2 separate regions of the Mus musculus genome follow, and region 2 is linked to region 1. The links are chromatin contacts, called in public promoter capture Hi-C maps. All regions are on one chromosome and are shown on one strand. The core of a region is the stretch at or near the end of the contact, and the rest is flanking DNA. Distances in the headings are between cores, read along the strand shown.

Evidence for each region. Capture Hi-C pulls out chosen DNA fragments and counts their contacts.
Region 2: a promoter capture Hi-C map of adipose tissue shows a contact between it and region 1. The contact joins the promoter of Alpl here to the promoter of Rap1gapos in region 1. A contact is called at or near these places in 15 of 39 promoter capture datasets (the 3T3-L1 cell line, the C10 cell line, cranial neural crest and 9 more), 1 of 484 Hi-C or Micro-C datasets (nephron progenitors), 8 of 115 datasets of contacts at active chromatin or transcription factors (the 230-238 cell line, differentiating embryonic stem cells, embryonic stem cells and 1 more) and 4 of 9 other capture datasets (adipose tissue, liver, macrophages and 1 more).

What each region holds. Positions count from the first base shown.
Region 1 is chr4:137,704,169-137,711,176 of GRCm38.p6, reverse strand. Rap1gapos (RAP1 GTPase activating protein, opposite strand) reads left to right here and starts at 4,571. Exons shown (of 2, transcript NR_138594.1): 1 at 4,571-4,655. Rap1gap (Rap1 GTPase-activating protein) reads right to left here and starts at 3,710. Exons shown (of 24, transcript NM_001379234.1): 1 at 3,517-3,710; 2 at 1,255-1,290; 3 at 515-562. The coding sequence starts at 3,591.
Region 2 is chr4:137,793,428-137,800,007 of GRCm38.p6, reverse strand. Alpl (alkaline phosphatase, liver/bone/kidney) reads left to right here and starts at 3,624. Exons shown (of 12, transcript NM_007431.3): 1 at 3,624-3,766.

The sequences.
Region 1 (7,008 bases), core at 3,322-5,821:
ACCTTATAGCTGACATTCCTACCAAGCTCCTGGGTGGCATTCATCCGAGGACAGCTCTGAGACCCCAGCCTCGAATGAAGCTTCAGTCTTACAGCCCAGCCCCCGATGCAGCCCTGAGACCCTCCCCTAGGTCCAGCCGAATCTTCGAGGGGAAATTCTGAGTCGGAGGTACGTGGCTATCCGAGGACCTGTGCTTGGTCTTGCCCCAGACAAGAGCTGAGTGGAGCAGGCCTCACAGGCCAGTGAGGAAACACAGCCATGTGATGACAGCCACCTTTGCAGCTTTAGCACTGGGTGGCCTGGAGGGGCAGGTGCCTGCATGGTGCAGGAGAGCAGCAAGTGCTGGCTTTGAAGATTCTTGCCGGGGTTAGGGCAAAGGTTCTACATGCTGCCAAATCCCCAGGGCCAATTGCCCTGCTCACCCAGGGCCCAACATTGGCGCACAGTGAGATACTCTTCCAAGACCCTACCCAGCCCAGTAGGGTGTCAGTCCCAGTCTGGCCTGGTTACCTACCTTGAGGGGTGGCGGGAAGGAGCATCGCTGTTCATCCATCCTGCTTCCCTGCGAGAGAAGGTTTGCTGTTTGTTACTCTTCCGCCATGCCTGTCACCAGGAGCCCTCCCCGGGCTAAGGGGAAAGCCCTAAGAGAGATGCTCATGTATGGAGGGCCACTTGCAGGACAAGGTGCTGGCTGGATCGGGTCCTGGGGCCTTCTGCATCCTCTCCGAAATGTACTGAGGGAGGTACAGCAGCAGGGAGGGGCTGGGGGCTCTGTGCGGGAATGAACGTGCAGCTGGGAGTGGGGGCAGGGAGGTGTGCACAGGCATGTGGTGTGTGTGAGTGTGTGTGTGTGTGTGTGTGTGTGTGTGTGTGTGTGTATGTGTGTGTGTGTGTATGTGTGTGTGTGTGTAGTGAGGAGCTAATACATCCAGAGATACATGGGAGAATTCACCCATGCCACATACAGGCCAGGGCTGGGAGGCAGGCTTCCTGGCTCATTAATACCTCCCGGCACCCATCTGTCCCCTCCTCCACTCTGCATGGGGTTCCTGCAGAGGAGCCTACCAGGACTCTGATGAGCTGGGTGGGTATGTACATGTGGGGATGGCCTGCTGGGGGACCCTGGGAGCCCAGAAGAGTTCATAGTTAGAGAGGAGGCAGGTGCCTAACAACTAGTCCTTCAAGGCTCTGCAGAGGGGACATCCACCTTTAGACTAGGCAGTTTGGTTCTGGGGCTCCCTGGCCCATCCTTACCTGCATCTTTTCAATCATCTCAAACAGATCTGTGTTCTGCAACAGAGACGGGAGAGCAAGGTCAGACCCGAGGGAAGCACGGCTCACTCTGTCGAGCCCGGCACGGGCTCTAACCACCCCAGCTTGCCTGATCCTCTCATGAGGTACCAAGAGGGTGCAACCAAGACTCTGTGGGAGGGGCTTTGTACAACTGACCCTCCAGAGTTTGGCCATTTGCCTACTGATGTGAGCCCAGAGCCTGGATCTCTGGCAGATGCCCCAACTCAGTTTGCTTTCTGGAAGGAGGAGGCTGTTGTTAGTCTAGGGGAAGAGATACCTTCCTCTCCCCCAATGCAATGATATCAGCTCTGAGATTGGCATATAGAGCCCCCCGAGAGCCCACCAGACCCAGCCCTAGAGCCAAGCCCTACCAGGCATGTAGGGGGGGGGGGGGTCTGTGGTTCCACTATCACCCATGACGGCAGCCAGTTCACCGATGCCCTGGTCAGACAGACAGCTCTCCCCACAAACATTGGAGGCTGGGGACTCTTTGGGGAGAGATGCTAGATTGCTATTGTCCCTTCACCTGCACATGGTCTCACATGCACCCCCTCCTGGCCCCCAATGCATAAGCCAGCCTGTCCAAGGCCAATGAGGACACACACAGGGTTAACACATCGTCTGGCAGCACGGGCCTCTCCAGCGCCAACTCCCTTCTGAGTCTTCCTGGAAGGCAGCATCCCTACCGGATGGAGGCTGGCCGATTGGGGGCCGGGCCTGGGAAGCCCCCAGAGTCTCCAGGACAGCCTTTCCTCCAGCCCTTCCAAGGTTCAACTCAGGTGGTTCCTGCTGCCCTGGAGGGGCCATCTGGGCTCACACACATGTGCTAAGGTTGTGAATCCAGGAAACATACTCTCTGTCTGTGAGACGCACACACAGGCCTCCACACCATGATTTGAACATGGCACCAGGCATACCTTTTGTGTATCAAGAAACACACACAGAGATGCATACAGAAATCCATATGGAGTCTATGCACAGTAATTCTTGGAGACATTGCCTAACACACACATACACATGTTGGTGTTCTGAGTTACACACAACACATACTCAAGTCCATGTACCTGATATTCACACTTGTGCACACACCGGTGCAGGCCTGCACCCCAGTAACTGCACACAGACACAGGCATTCTCCTGGCTGAGACCAGGAGAGCACCGGCACGTGCAGGCTCAGCCAGGTGCTCAGGGAAACAGATGCAGAGTCCCAGGCGTCACTGCCAGGATCAAAGCATGCGGTGCAACAAACCCAAGCCAGCATCCCATATTGTAGACAAGAGTTCCGAGCAAAGGAAGAGGAATCAGGCAACTGCCAGGGTTGTTAAACCCCATGGGATCCTGAGCATCACCACCCATCACCACATATGCACAGTATGAAGTCACAAAACCTAAGCCCTTGTGCATACACTCTGAAGCCTACCTACAAAACAAGATCCAACCTGTAAAGTCCACTTCAGTAGTACCCAGGAGCCCCTGAGCCATGGGCACCTGTGGCCACACCCAACACCTCTGAGATTAGAAGAGCAGATAGCAATGACAGTTTGGCAGATAGCATAGACACACACCTATTGTCCAGGAAGGACAAACACACCTGTCAACGTGACAATGTCACAACAGTGCCACCATCCTTTCAGGGTCAGCCAGATAGTCTCTGACCTAAAGAGACCCAGCAAAGGGCTGAGGAAAAGAGGAGGTCCTACTTAAGGTGACCAAACAGCCAGCCACAACGAAACACCACACATGGCTGCACCAGAATCACAACCACATAAACACTGACACATGGCACTGTCACCCAGAGTGTGCACACAGAGCATCAAGTAACACCCACAGTTACAGCCCCACAGGCAACAGCAGACGCCCTGACACATGGCAAAGGAAGGCTGGGAGTGGTGTGGCCAGAAGCCGGGCATCCCACCTGGGGAAGAGCCACCAGAGTCACCCTATGATATCGCTCCATCTGTGTGGAAAAGGCAGCAGGCAGTCCCAACAACAGTTAAACACACACCCAGTGTCACTGCAGCCCATGGCCACAGTGTCCCTACGTCTGACCCAGGGGCAGCTTTGGAAAACACTAGGGTGCTCCGTGTAGTTCGGGTGTCAGTCCAAAAACATACACACCCACCGTGACGGGGTTCAGGCACAGACTGCCAGACTCTGGGTAGTAAGGCTGACTGATGGCCCTGGGTCCCCAGTCGGCCAGGCCGCCCCTGCCAGGGTCCTCACCTGCCAGCCGGCCCCCGCCGGCAACGAGCCCCTCCGCGGACGGCCATGGGGCGCTGGGGGCCGCGGCTGCGCCATCCCGAGCCCCAGCCCCGGCGGCGCTGTAAGCCGGCCCGGCCCGGGGCCCCGTAGCCCGAGCTCTGCGCTCCTGTCCCGCCCGCCGCCGCTCTGCCTTCTCTGGGCTCACCCTGCTGCCGGGCCCGAGGGGGCGGGGCGCCAGGTGCGGGAGGCGCGGAGGAGGGGCGGGGCGGAAGGCCACCACGCCCACTCGCGGGGCGGCCGGGCAAGGGGCCCAGGACACTGCGCCTGCGCGCGGGAAGCCTCAGGCACTTCTGTGAGCAGCTGTGTCTTCCCAGACTGGAGACCCTGCCTCTGGGCTTCAAGGACAAGGTTCTTGGGACAGCTGTGCCCAGGGAATGCAGGAGTACTGGAGATGGTGCTTAAGCACTTTCTTTGCTGGACCCTTTGCGTGTCTCACCAGATCGCCATAACCAAGGAGGTACAAATGTCTTCACTAGAAAATCATATTCCAAGAGGTGCAATAGCTTTTTTTGCTAGAAAACCCCGGGATCCCTGGAAGAGTCTGAAGCTGCAGAGTCTCTGGCACCTCCATTGGCTCAGTTTACCATCTGTAAATTACAAGGCTTCTGAAACGACACCCCCCACCCCCAACTTGACCCTGAAGTCCTTGTGTCTTAGGCTGGTGCAGCCAGTCTGCAGCAGGGACAGACCCCAAGACAGATGCTGGAGAAGTCTGGATGCTCTAGGGGCAGGACTGTCCTCCAGCTAGGGGCGGGGGGCAGATCTCCTACAGCTTCCCAGAAGTGCTGTCTACTACCCTCTGTCCCCAGGGCCAGGGAGCTCCTGAAAGGAAGGCAGGCAGCACTTTCCCTGCCCTCCCAGACCTGGCCCAGGGTCAGGTTTAGACCTAGAGAGCCAGCGGGAACACCAGAGATGTGCATTCCAGACACCGAGTAGCTTTGGCTTTAATAATTAACAACAGCAAATATTGATTTATGCAACCACTTCCAGGCCTGCACACTTCCGGGTACCCAACACAATGCAGCCAGAAGAGCATCTTTTCCTACCGTGGCCCTGGGGGAGGCCAAAGCTGCTCAAATCACCGGCGATATGTAGGCCAGGTAGAGTGGATGCCGCCTGCGTATGTGTCTAGGTCCTTATCTGTGTACATGTGTGTCTCCAAGGCTAGTCGTGGCTCTACGTGACATACTGCATTGCTGTAGCATAGAAGTACCCGTGGGTAGGAAGGGGTGGGTAGGGACGCCTGGGGGGGTATTTACTTTCTATCTCCTTTATGTGTTCATGAGCAAGTCTGAATACACTATAGATATATGTACTTGTGTCTGTCTGTCTGTCTGAATGTGGTCTGGCTCCCAGGTTAGGTATAGGTAGGCCAAGTATGCACATGTATGCAGATTTTACAGTCCCTGAGTACTGCAGAGGGTAGCTCGGTGTCTATTTAAATGTGGCTCCCCAAAGAAAAGAAAATACAACCCCTGCACAGCTCTGGGGACACAGTAATACTGATTATTTCCAAAGCACTTCCAAAGGCGCTGCCCAGTGACGAGCTGGCAAGGTCAATAGAGAAGACACTCTCAGCCATGCAATGGTGACACACACCTTTAGTCCCAGAACTCAGGAGACAGAGGCAGGTAGATCTTTGTGAGTCCAAGGCCAGCCTGGTCTACAGAGTGTGTTCCAGGACAGCCAGCATTACACAAGGAAACCCTGTCTTGAAAAACTAAAGAAGAAGAAGAAAGAGAAGGAGGAGGAGGAGGAGGCAGAGGAGGGGAGGAGCAACAGTAGCAGCAGCAGCTGTCTACTCTATGTTAGAGGTGGGACTTGCCCTTAGGTACAGGGAGGTTACATGCCCCTCAAACTGGTTCCAGTATCATTGTAAATATGTAACAGAATAGGGTATTGAGGAAAACTGGAGAGTATCCCAGGCAGGTTCCCTCAGCTCACCAATAGCCTGCTGGAAATCCAAATGAGTCACTCTGGGAGCTGGTTTCAGTTCACAGAATGGGTCCTAGTCTGGAGGAGGGGTGCACTGTGGGGCTGTGGCGGTCTGAAGCTCACTGTCTGCGCTGCGTTAGCATGATTGGAAAGTGGGAGCCAACTGGGTGGAGGCCAGGAGGCTGAAGGATAGCGGCTTCCTTGGTAACTGAAGGGCCCACCTTGGGCTCTCTGAGCCTCAGGCTCCGAGGATCTGCAACATTAGCCTTCCCTCCAGATGGAAGGGCCAAAACCCAGGCAGGACAAACAACAGTCCCATGGCCAGGGGGAAGCCTCACTCTCAAACCCAGCTGTTCAAGCAAGTGGCTGCCATCAAGTGGCTGTTTCCTGAGGACTACTGTAGCCTTGTCCAGGGCTGTTGCCCTCCAGGGAAGGCAGGAGGTCTCAGGAGCCCTTGTGCTACTGATAGCATCCTTGCTTGGGTTCTCCATGGAGATGGAGGTCCTATGCATAGAAGACATTTCTTGGACCTTCATCCTCCTGGCCTAGGAAAGGTGTCAGTCCTTACTGTAGGGCAGAGCTCTGGGGGAGGTGCCTGGACCCTTCCTGACTGGGCAAACCTAGGGAAGAGCCCTTCACCTCTCTGAACATTTGGATCCTGGTTGAGAACATGCCCTCTTGCCTGAGGTTGATGAAAGGGTCAGGTGGCAAGGTGTGCCATAGCAAGGGGTCATTCCCCTGTACTGGAAAGTTCACAAGCCACACAGGAGCCAGAACATATCAGCCAGTCCTGGCCCCACAGTCTCTAGCCTGGAGCCCATTGGACAAATAACAGCATCTCTGGGCTTGCATTTGAATGACAATGGCCACAGCACAGAGTGATTCACTAAGGGGCAGAGCAGCCCTACAGGCCAGACACTGTTATGCAATGCCAACCGAATGAACCTCCTGAATCACCAGCTGCACCCCCCCCCCACTTGCCCCTGATATTCTGCAGAGGCTCCTGAGTAATACATCCCATGGACTGACCATGGCTTCCGGGGACAGAGTGTGTGTCCTTTATGTTTGGTACTAAGTAAGTACCTGGCAAACCTTGGCTGTTGATAGCAACAGAAAGGTTTTCACCACAGGACTTGGAGCCAGAACCTGCCTGGGCTACTGGAGAGAGATACCTTTCATGGAATCCTGGTGCGTGTGGTCTGGTAGGCAGGGGCTATTATCACATCTGGACTCTAGTGGGGACAGCTGTGGCCGTGGTGATACGGAAGAGGAGGCCAAGGAGCCATCGACCTTAGTGGTTTATCTCTAAGTCCCATGCTTAGCATTTATACAGATCCTGGTTCAATTCTCGGAGACAACACAGGCCACCCAACAGCCAGGAGTGGTGTCCTTTTGGGGACTAAGCCCCAAGGGCATCGACCTAAACATTTTACATCTTCCCAATAGTTACATGTAGGCATCTCCTAGCCCTGGCATGGTGGGGGGGGCAGACCGGGGTCATAAGTTAGGGGTCACTTA
Region 2 (6,580 bases), core at 2,375-4,874, 90 kb before region 1:
TCTCTTTTCTCCCTCTGTCAGGTGCTAGAGTTGGCTCTTCAGCACACCTGGATCTATCTGCTCTGGCTTCCTGCCCTTATCATCTCTGTAGCCAGTAACCTACTCACTCATGATGTGCATTGTTTCTGTCAGCTGACTCCTGAGAATGCCCCTCACCTTCACATTGTTACCATGTATCTGTACTTCCTGGAGCAGCTTTGACCACATACTCGGCACCTAATAAACCTCTGTGGAATGTGTAAAAGTGCTTAACCTGTCCTAGCGGAGCTGAATGTGTCCTCTTTTGAAGAGAGAGAATGGAGTTAGGGATGTAGCTTAGTTAGGGGAGTGTTCACCAGACAAGGGCAAGGGCCAGCACTTCATGAATTGAGCAAGATGGTCTGTTCTTGTGATCTCAGCACATGGGTGGTAGAGGCAGTAGATTGGGAGTTTAAGATTACCCCAGTGGGGCTAGAAATATAGCTCAGAGGGTAGAGTACTCACATAGCATACATGAAGCCCTGGGCTCAACCCCTAGCAGAACATACACATATGTGGTAGCACACGTGTGCAATCCCAGCATGCAATGCAGGAAGTGGAGGCAGAAGGACTATCCTTGACTACATATCAGTCTGAGGCTATCCTGGGCAACATGATTCTCAATCTCTCTCTCTCCCAGGCTGGCTTCAAACTCAAATATCTGCCTGCCTTTGCCCCCCAGGTGCTGGGATTGAAGGTGTGTGTCACCAATCTTCAGTGAGACCCTCCTCTTAAAGAGAGGGTTAGGGGGAGAGTGGTGCTAGAGAGTCTGCCTCCATGGTTACCAAATGAGGCTTACTGTGAAGAAGAGCTTTGCATCTGGTTGACAGGCACAAAGGAAGTGTTCCTCAGCCGACGGCTCAGGATGGACTTTACTGGACTTTACTCCCCATTCTGGATGTAGGGCTGCTCTGGGCGGCCTGACCCACTGTGTGGACTCAGGAAGCCATACAGCAGGCCCCTCCATCCAAATCTCCAAGTTCATTTTTATACTGAGTTGAAGGTGGGGCCAGAGGGAGCCCCGGGAGTCACAAAACCGGAGCTTTGCTTGAAACATAACAATCACACCTTTAAACACCTACCAGAGTTCAGATGTCTTTCCTACCCCCAGGGGCCCAGCTGTCTCCTCTCCTTTGTCCTTGTCCACTGAGGTCCCTACTCTAAGCTTCTGGACCCCTGGCTCTTACTTGGTATCCCTGACCCCTTTTTTTTAGATATGGTCTCTCTCTGCAGTTGTTTGGTCTTGGATTTGTGATCCTCCTGCCTCAACCCTCTGAATATTAGGATTACAGGTGTGTGAGTCAACCCAGCTGTGACTATGAAACTTGGGCCTTACTTCAAGCAGGGAGCTCATGGCATGAAGTCAATATGGACAAAGAGAAAGAACGAACAGCTCTCAGGCACGGGAGCTTGGAGGTCAGGTGGTGCCATTTCCTATTTCTCGGAATCGTACCCTGGAGAAAAGACGGCGAGAGTTCTATGTAAGGGGCTGCTTCCACCGGCTGAGCAGGCCTGGCCCTGCAGAATCTGGGCTCCATTTACAAATGTTCTGGACCAAACAGCTTAACCAGAGGTACCTTGTCAGCCTACCAACCAGCCAGGACAGAGCTAGGGCAGGGGGTGGGGTGGGGTGGGGGCGGGTTTGGGCTCCTGATGTGAAGGCCTGACCCCCCTCCTTGCATCAAAAGTGGTACCCAGAGATCAGGGAAGCAAGGGATGCTGGGAGACACCATCTCAGGTGATTGCTTCCTTCTGTGCTGAATCTGGGACCCAGGGTCTCCTGCACATAGGCAAATGCTGTACCACTGAGCTGAATTCTTCAACTGAATTCTAGAGGGTCAGAGACCAACAACAGGGAAAGTGTAGCGAAGAAGGTGGCAGAAGGAGATCAGCAGCCACTCCGATCCCTTGGAGAGTGCTTTCGATTCTCCATGAAGACACAATGGACTCAGGCTAGCCATAAGTCAAGCCAGAATTGCTCATTCTCCATGTGTGGTGTTGGGGGCAGAGGAGAGGGGCTCCGTGGTAAGAGACAGGACCCTTCAGCCTTCAGCGCCTGCTGCTTCAGCTTCTCAGCTCTGCCAATGTTGGGAAGGGGGATCATTTATGATGCGGATGTCCCTCGGCACACAGATACAATCTCCAGCCTTTTGTCATCTTGAGCCCTTTGGCGCTAGCTAGCAAGTAATTGCCAAGTGCTGTGTTCTGAGCTCACTGCTGTCTTAACTCTCAGCTCCTTACAGACGAGGACTGCCGGGAAATGACCAAAGTTTCATTTATTCACCGCCCCAATGGCTTTTGCCATTATGACCTTGCTATGAAATACATAAATAAGGAGTAATTTACCCAATACTTGGTCTCACTTTGTAAAAACATAAACTTATTTCTCAAGGGAAATTTCCTAGCACCGCTGTAAATAAACAGCATTAATTATTAAAATACAAGAACAAATGAAAACAAACCCAGGCATTCCTGGGTTTTGGCATCAGGCTCCAGTTCCGGCCCTGAACTTACCGATGAGGTCACATGTTGTCTCTGGGCCTTGCTTTTCCTCCTGTAAAATGGGCTCAATAGTAGAGCTCATATAGAAGATGCCTGGACCTAAGACGGAACTTCAGGGTAGAAGTGATCAATCCTAGGTGCCCAGGAAGATGGAGTTCAGGGAAACCTGATCTTTGCTTTCAAATCTCTGGCTGTTGGGGATTAGAGGTACAGATGGGTTTTGTCAGCTTCAGTAGCGATGATAAGACCCTCCTCTTAGGAGGAAATGAGGAAGTATTCAAATGGTGGTGGCATTCAAACCTACCTCCAGGAGTTCACAGTAGGAAACGAATCAGAGACTTCAAAACCAGACTGGCTTTCAGGGGAAGGGAGGTGGTGGCCCTTGGGGAACTGGATAAGGCCCACTGGCACCCAGCGGTTGCCTTTCCTTGTTTCCTGTGCATGTTCCAAACTCGGTCTCTTATAACTCTCCCAATAACGTGAAGGAAGAAAAACCAGGGGATAGTGTCTGCGGGTTATAGAGCCTTGGCCAGTCCCCCGAAGTCACCAGAGCAGGCCTGTGGGCCTAGACAGTCTGGCTCCACTGCCTGGGAAGTGGTCTGCCCCGGGCAGGTCCTGGGGCTTCTGGCTGGGACAGACAGAATGTCCTGAGTCCCTGTTTCTTCAGATATTAGGGAGGGAGGGCCCTGTCCAAGGGGTCTCCTTCTGCTTCCTACTGACTTAGTTAAGGGCAAAAGAGAAAGTGGATAGGAAAGGGGTAAGGGTGTGAGGCTCAGAGGTGCACATGGTGACGGACAAGGATGTGTAGGCAGAAAGACGCACAGAAAAAAGGAGCCAGGTGGGTTCACAGACGCGCAGGGTCAGGCACAGGAAGACAACCATCGAGGGACAAAGTCTCCTACAGAGAAATCAAACCTAAAGACAAGCCAGCTGCACCCTGAAGCCAGGATGAGCCGCAGGGAAAGAGAGAGGCAAGGCGGGTTACCCTGCCTGTTGCAGCCCTACGGGCCGGGTCGAGCGCCGCGCTCCCGGCAGGGGGCGCCCTGGCAACGCAGAGGCACCCGCCTGGGGCTCGGGGTGCGGGCCGGGGGCGGGGCGGCCGGGGGCGGGGAGGCCGGCGGGTGCTCGGCCAGGCCGCCTTCATAAGCAGGCGGGGGAGGTGGCCGCCAGAGTACGCTCCCGCCACTGCGCTCCTTAGGGCTGCCGCTCGCGAGCCGGAACAGACCCTCCCCACGAGTGCCTGCAGGTAAGGAAAGCATGCTGCGCCCGTGGCTTGCGCGACTCCCACGCGCGCGCTCCGCCGGTCCCGCAGTGACTGTCCCAGCCACGGTGGGGACACGTGGAAGGTCAGGCTCCCTGGGGACCCACGACCTCCCGCTCCGGACTCCGCGCGCATCTCTTGTGGCCTGGCAGGATGATGGACGTGGCGCCCGCTGAGCCGCTACCCAGGACCTCACCCTCGTGCTAAGCACCTGCTCCCGGTGCCCACGCGCCTCCGTAGTCCACAGCTGCGCCCTTCGTGGTCCCTTGGCACTCTGTCCCGTTGGTGTCTAAAGTAGTTGGGGAGCAGCAGGAAGAAGGCACGTGCTGCGATCTTTGGCGGGAGAGATCGGAGACCGCGTGCTAGTGTCTGTCTGAGAGTGGGGGAGCCCAGGAAACGGAAGGAGCCTGTGAACGGTTCCAGGCTGTGTGCAGGTGAGAGTGGGGCTGCTGCCTTGCCCAGCGCGGGTAAGAAAGGGTTAAAGGCACAGTCACAGCGGCAGGACCCAAGACGGAGGAAAAAAACCTCATTCTTACTCCCACATTGTCCATGGTAATCCTTTTCAACGCGTAATGGGCCTGAGGAAGGAAGACTTGCAAAGGACTCTGGGGTATGCCTGTGAATCCTGATTAAAAAGGAAAGCTGGCGCGGCAACTCTGGAGAGATGCTGGCAGTCTGGAGGCTGAGGATCTCTGTGAGTTCGAGGCCACTCTAACACTCTAGGAAGATTAGGTCTCAAAATCATACACACACACACACACACACACACACACACACACACACACACACACACACACACACATACATATAACAGAGGGATTATTCTCAGGCCTGAAAGAACGTTTGGCTCCAAGAAGAATTCAAAGACCCCCCCTCAGGCAGCCTCAGATTCTCAGTCTGGTTGAGAATTAGGGCAACTGTTTATTAAATGCTGGATAAGGACTGCTCTGACACCTGACAGACTACAAATAGGGACAGAGAGTTTTAGACAATGTAGGCAATGACATTAGGCATTGAACCCTGTTGCCCATTCTCCACAGCCCAGGAGATTAAGGAGAGCCCCCCCCCAGTATGCCCTTCACCCTCCAAGCCTCTCTGGTCTCCCCAGTCAGCTCTTTCCTCTCCCACTCCCTGGCCGTCTCCTGTCTCTGCCTCCTTTTCCAATTCCTGAACCGTCTCTGGTTCCCTTAGGGGAGAACACAGCTTCTCAGAAGCCTACTGGTGGAGTGAGACAGGTCTGGGCTGGTTCGCAGCCATGTCAGTGATGGTCCCATCTATATGTTAAGACTACAGTGAATCAAAAGACCCGATAGGCCAGACAGTGAGTGTCTTCGATCCACACATACTTACCAGGCATCAGTTGTGCGCTAAACTCTGATCGAGGTGCTGAGAAGGGAACAGTAAATAACGACCCCTTCCCCCCACCCAACTCATTGAGGCGAACATTGGCATAATAAATTCTTTTCAGGCTTTGAAAATTTGAGTGTCACATGGTAGAATGAAGATGACGTAGTTCCCCCAAAAAAGGGATCAAGATGTCACACTGTTGTCACAGTGAGCAGCCAGTACATAGTACTAACAAGATGGGGTGAAACTGTGTGATCTGGCCACAGCTCTGCTCTCACGGTGGCTCGGGATTCTCCTTGAGGGCGTACAGGAGCTGGAAGTCTTTGGTCTGTAGACCCTATTGGTGGGGAGCATGCTGTACAGCCTGCAACATGTTTAGCGGGTTCACATACTTTAGAAAGCAGTGGCTGTCCCTAGCTCCAGTCTCAGCAGAGATTGCATCAGTGTGTACAGGGTTATGTCACTGCCTCTGAACCCTGCGATCCTGTCAACCACCTTTGCCCAGGCTCTGCCCATTCCTTGATGGGCTGGACAGGGAGGAAGCACTCAGCCTTCCTTACTGTCACTTGGGTGTCCTCCTCCCTCCCGGACACAGCCTGGGAGGGGAGCCTGGAGCTCCCGGCTGGGAATAGCCCAGGAATCTCCTGCCACCCACCTCTACCTCATTGCCCACAAAGCCCAGCACCAGGTCCTTTCCTGTTCTATCCTGCACAGACAGGAGATGTTATCCTTTCTTGCATATGAAGAAACCTCTTGAAGGGACAGTGACCTGCCCTGGGACATCTACAAGCCACTTGGGCATCTGGGGCTGGGCCCAAGTACCTACAAGTTTAGGTTCTGTGATAGGTTCAGTGATGTCCCTGCCAGAGCATATCTGGGCTTCAGGCTTCGGGGCAGGAGAGATGGGGGTGAATCCAGGATGTGGAATCCAGGGGTAGAGTTTGAAGTTCTCAGCGCGAAGTCTATCTGACTGGGCTATTAACACAAAAACCCTGGAGCTTGAGGAGAGCCTTGTGGGTAGCGGAGCAGACTGGGCTGAGAACTTGGGCTCAGAATTCTCCACGTGGCCACAGGAATGCTGACTGAGCTTCGGAGCACAACAGCCCATCGACATTGGCACACCAGGGCTGGGCTGTGTGGTATGTTTGTTATTTTGTCACCCCCCCCTCATATTTCTGTAGCTGTTCTAACCTTCAGAATAGAGTGGGAGGCAGTAGATTGACAATTTATTATCTGTCCTGCTGTGTGACCCCCCCCAGACAAGCTTCTTTCCTCTCTTCTGTTTCCTCATCTGTGATGTGGGGTAATAAACATGGATACCAGTTGCAGAGGGCCAGCAAGATCACAAGCAGTCTATGAACATTAGGCTCCACCTACATGGATTGTTAAAGAGTTAGTAACTTAAACCAGGCAGTGGTGGTGCACGCCTTTAATCTCAGCACTTGGGAGGCA